Regions from separate parts of the Zea mays genome. Here region 1 is linked to region 2. The links are chromatin contacts, called in public Hi-C maps. All regions are on one chromosome and are shown on one strand. The core of a region is the stretch at or near the end of the contact, and the rest is flanking DNA. Distances in the headings are between cores, read along the strand shown.

The links. Hi-C and Micro-C count contacts between places; a contact is called where the count stands out from the background.
Region 1: a contact with region 2 is called in a Hi-C map of tassel, with 2.8 times the contacts expected there. The contact joins the promoter of LOC778431 here to the promoter of LOC103635582 in region 2. A contact is called at or near these places in 2 of 25 Hi-C or Micro-C datasets (ear and tassel).

The regions. Positions count from the first base shown.
Region 1 is chr8:97,447,590-97,450,289 of Zm-B73-REFERENCE-NAM-5.0, forward strand. LOC778431 (proline responding1) reads left to right here and starts at 1,276. Exons shown (of 20, transcript NM_001319696.1): 1 at 1,276-1,512; 2 at 2,228-2,302; 3 at 2,377-2,583; 4 at 2,670-2,700. The coding sequence starts at 1,453.
Region 2 is chr8:97,153,314-97,156,013 of Zm-B73-REFERENCE-NAM-5.0, forward strand. LOC103635582 (cytosolic endo-beta-N-acetylglucosaminidase 1) reads right to left here and starts at 1,293. Exons shown (of 11, transcript XM_008657996.2): 1 at 704-1,293; 2 at 475-612; 3 at 289-398; 4 at 64-175. The coding sequence starts at 1,183.

The sequences.
Region 1 (2,700 bases), core at 26-2,525, 290 kb after region 2:
GTTTCTATATATCACATGGATAGACTTTCTTTTAATAAAACACAAAATGTGTGTTTATGTTTGTTAGTTGGGTGTGAATGCGTGAACCAGTGCTTTTATATAGTAGATGAAGAAGAGGATAGAAGGTGTTAAAAGTCCCTATATTTTTTAGTGAATGATTTGTTTGTTTCTATTTGTTGCTAGTTTTTATTAAGGTAAAGCCGAAACAAACAATCTAGTAGTCAAGCTCGCTTAAGAAACTAATATTTACTATATAAAGCATCAATTTTCGTCGAGCGTCAACACTTTTAAAAAGCTTTATATTTCTTTGTAATCAATCCACCTCGCTTAATTTAACTAATCATCCTCTAATCTCGTTTGTTCGTCCTGATCGACGACTAGAAGGATCGTTACAGATGAGATCTCTTCCATTTACGTTCGACAATCCTATAGCAACAAGAATGTGTGTCATCGCAATGCACTGACATTATAAAATCAGGATTCGAGAAGTTTTTGTGGCCTTTGGTATGCTAGCAAACTAAAAGTCCGTATTATATAAAACAATAACAAAAAAGCAATAACCACAAACCAAGTCTTATAAAAAAATCAGCTTTTAAATTAAAAGAGTAAAAATTATTCAAAACAGACTAAATTTACCGATACTTTTATTTCCAACATTTTGTTTTAAGTTTTTACCAAGGAGTGTTTGAAAGTAATAGAGCTAATAATTAGTTGTTAAAAAATTAAGAGGATGTTTGAATGCAATAGAACTAATAGTTAGTTGGCTAAAAATTGCTAGTATAATTAACTAGATAATAAATTGATAACTAACTATTAACTAATTTACTAAAAATAACTAATAGTTGAACTATTAGTTAGGGTGTTTAGATGTCTCCAACTAATTTTAGACACTAACTATTATCTCTAGTGCATTCAAATACCTTCCAATAGTGAAATTAGCTAGATAATAAATAGCTAGCTAAGTAGCTAACTAGTAGCTAATTACTAAAAATAATTAATAGCTGAATTAGATATGATGTTTGAATATATTTAGCTAATTTTACCCTCTAGCGTATTCACCCCTAAAATAGTTTGCCTCCTCGTACACCTAATACGCGCGCCCAAGATTCATCGCAGATCCGATGGATCCGGTTGCTCCCCCGAGGCCCCGATTATCGTCATCCGTTGATTTCTCACCCGAGGTCCCGAACAGATAAACTCAACTCGACTGCCGCCGCCGCAGGCACACGGGATCCTGACTGAGGTAGGTTGTTGCCATTTTTGTTCCCTCACCCAGTCCGTCTCACCACTTCAAAAACCCTCTCCTCTCTCATCCGCCTTCCTGGCGATTGCGGCGACGAGGTGACGATAGAGCTGCCCCCGCAAGGAAAACGGACAAGAGAGGCGGAGGCTGATAGGGAGAGGAGACGGAGGACCAAGAGCGGCGTCGATCTAAAAGCGTTGGCGGCGGCCATGGCCACCGCGGACCGGACCCGGACTTTCATGAAGGACGTCAAACGCGTCATCATCAAGGTGATTGAATCGTACGATTGGCGTGTTGTTTTAGATCCAAACCGCGATTTGTTTGGTGCTATTTGCATTGTGTTGTTCATATTATGCTGTGTTTTCTAATCGTGTTTTTGTATGGCGTGAATAATTCTTGAATAACCTTGTTCGATTTTGGGTTCTCTTCGTCGAGCCTCTTCGTCTGAGTAAGTTGTGAGGTAGCAGGGTTTTGTTTGGGTTTTATATTTTGCTTCTACCCTTATAGTCGAGTTGACGGGTTGGTGGTGTAAGTTCATACGTTGACTCCAATGTTTGAATTCGGATGTCCTAATCTTAGTTTGCTATATGATTTCTATCAGATGGGAAATGCGCATAGAAGGCAGAAGCCATCTTGTCTGAATTCTGATGTGTTCTTCTTTCGCATGCGAATCAACTCGTTCGAATTCCCTTATTGTTTGTTCTCTGTTCTTTTTACCTGGGTTAGTTTATCTATGAATTTGTACGGGCAAAGGGAAAGAGAAGTAATGCTCCCCGGGACGCGGGGGGGGGGGGGGGGGGGGGGGTAGTTTTGCGGGGTGGGAGGGGAAACTTGTGCTGAGCTTGACAACACCAGTGTGCTATCCCACCCCACCACCATACGTTTGGCAAGTTCTGAGAGTTACACATCTGTCAGGACTCAGGAATTAATTTGGATCTCCTTTTGATTTTGATTACAGCTGATTCTTACCTTTTTTCGTGACAGGTGGGCACTGCAGTCGTCACGAGGGGTGATGATGGGCGACTGGCTGTGGGCCGGTTGGGGTGTCTTTGTGAGCAGGTATCAATCCTAATTAAAACTTTCATAATGTTATATCAACTAGTGTAAGTCTGGGAAGATTCTTGGCAATGCAGGTAAAAGAGCTGAATGTCTTAGGATACGAGGTGATCCTTGTGACCTCAGGTGCTGTTGGTGTGGGGAAGCAGAGGCTCAAGTACAGGAAGCTTGTCAATAGCAGCTTTGCTGATCTGCAAAAGCCACAGATGGAGCTGGATGGAAAGGCTTGCGCTGCTGTTGGTCAGAGTGGCCTCATGGCTCTTTATGATATGCTATTTACCCAAGTGTGTTTGTGAACTTGATATGGAAATTTGTCATTAGTTCGGTGCCTTGTCCATATGTTTCTAATGTCGACCTTCCCGTGATGCAGCTTGATGTGTCCTCCTCGCAACTTCTTGTGA
Region 2 (2,700 bases), core at 43-2,542:
TACTTACAATTTTAAGTGACTCCACAGAGTTGCAGGGAAAATAAAATAACAAGAGAGGACTACCTTCCATGTATAGTTAGAAAATAGCCCATCACATACATCAAAGAATGGCTTATTGTACTTGTTGAGCTTATCCTGCCAATCAAGGTCACCATTCACAGTGATTGCGTCATACCTGCAGAGGCAAGTAAAAGCCAACAAGCATCATCAACCAAGCTTCATAAATGATAACTACAGCCTGTGATTTTCATAGTTACAATACAACACAGTAGGAAAAATAAACACCACCATATGACTAAAGAGCCAGGAACTGCATCGTGCATTGTCATGGTTAGATGCTTGACGAACTCTTTCAGGTTATCGATGAAGTGAACGTCAAGATTGACCTCAATGTTAATCTGAAAGACGATTCAATATTAGCATTTAGCAGCAGGCATGTATCCAGCAATCACAAGATGGCATAACAGAAATTACCAGCCAACCATCAAATCCCAAGGTATGAGCCAGCTCTGTGAGCCTTTCCGCATACATCTGTGCAGAAGCCTCGGTCGCGAGCATCTCCTTGCAAATCTTCACGCCCTCATCCCACTCCGCGATGAACGTCCCTAAAACCTTGGTACAAAGATAAGAGAGATAAAAGCAAGTTCAGTTGAGCTGAGTGAGTCAAGAGCCGAAGCAAACGGAGTAGAAACAATTCCAAAACCTTGACGCCGTGAAGGTGGGCGGCGTTGATCCAGCAGGGTGGCGGGAGCGTGACGAGGTAGTGCGAGAAGTAGACGAAGACGTCGACGAGGTGCCAGTGCCAGAGCGCGTAGGCGTCCGGCTTGTCCCCGCCCTGCGGTGCCGCGTCGTTGCGGTATCCGCCTTCCATGTCGTGGCAGACGAGGACGCGGCGGCGCTGCGGGAGCGGCGAGGCTGGCGCGGGAACGGAAGCCCTGTTGAAGGGGAGGTGGAAGTTGGCTTCGGCGGACAGGTAAGCGCGAGAGGCGAGCGCGGCGAGGCCCGTGATCGGGTAGGACATGGGCGGCGCGGGCGAGGACGCGTCGAAGGGCGGCTCCCACGCGCGGCGGTCGGCGCCCGCGGCAGCGTCTCCGTCGGACACCTCCGGCTCCGCGGCGAAGGGAAGCATGGCTCGGACACGACGGGCAATACGGCGGAGGTGGCGGCGCGGAGAGACGGGCATGCGCCGGCCCGGCGTTGATGGTACCTCGCTCCCTTGAGTGCGGGCAAAGGGAAAGGGAAGGCAGTAATTCCGCAGCTGGAGCTGGAAGCCTGGAAGTGGGCAAGTGGCAGCGTGTGATCGTGTGGCCGCCCGTGGGCATATCGTTGACTTCTGCTGACTCTTGGGCCAGCTGACAGCCCGCAGCCTGGGATTTGAATTTTTGTTGGAATTCCTTTTTTTCCTTCTCAATTGGGCTTTCAAACCATTTCTTTGGGCCGGACCTATTATGGTGGACTAAGGAGCTGTTTGGTGGTATACTTTAAGGCTCTATTTGGGAAGATTTCACTTCAAGAATTGTAGCTTCAGTTTCCTAGCTTCAACATAAAACAATCTCAACAGATTGGTAAAGCGGGTTTCAAGAGTGTTTGGCTTGTACGTAGACTCCAGCTTCTGTAATACAATTAATTTGTGTGAATTTTCTTAATTACCCTTGATGTTTAGAGAGTGGAGGAAGAGACATGAATCACTAGGTCATGTAACCAATAGCATGATGGGTATTTTTTGTGCAACTTTATGAGGAGGTATAAAAAATAGTGTTTTTGAAGCGTCATTTGGGGAGCTTTAAAAATTTCATGAAACTTGCCTCTAGTTTCAGTTTTTTTAAGCTAACGCTCATGGAGATGAACATGTTTGATAGAAGAAGCTGAAATAAACTAGAAATTCTTGAAGTGTAGCTCTCCCAAACAAGGCCTAAAGCGCCAAAAATTACCAAATATTTTTTGCCACATCAATCTAAGGTTAGGCGCTAACGCGGTAGAAGAAAAATCTTGTCATAATTGTGGCTATAAACCAAACACATGTCAAACTCGGTCAAACTTATCTAACCTTAAACGTGATAAATTGTGGCAAGTGAGGCAACAAACCAAACAGACTCTAAAATCGCTCCTTTTTACCATTTTTATTTACGAATTTATTATGAGTCTTAGCCTTTTGACCTAATTCGTCGAAGGGTCTGTATTCTGGTGAACATATGAGTCTTACTAGCAACTAAAATTCTGATTTCGATTTTCTATAATAAGGTGTTTGCATCCCTTCATTTTAGAGAAATTGGAATTCACCTAATAAAGTAACCTATCTAGCTTGGAATTTAACATTCCACCACTTCCAAAGTTCAGATATAAGTATATCTCAAATTCATGGGATGCAGGATGGGAAATGATTTTATGGATAAGTAGAATTTGTTTCTACTCTGTAACTTACAAGACACTCGTCGACTCACTCCTCTATAGTAAAAATGTAACACATAAATATCTCCGACATTTTGCTAATAATAGTATACAAATATATTTTGTATAAAACTAAATTAGCTTAATTGATATATTTCTAAATTACTATTATTAGAATGGAGTTCAATTCCAATAAACGGGGCGTAAAAGCAAATACTCTTTGTCGATGGGCTGAACCAAAATTGAAAAGCGACATAATAGTGATCAATTTTCATGAGTTGTCGATGGGTTGAACGAGGACAGAGTCCCTAG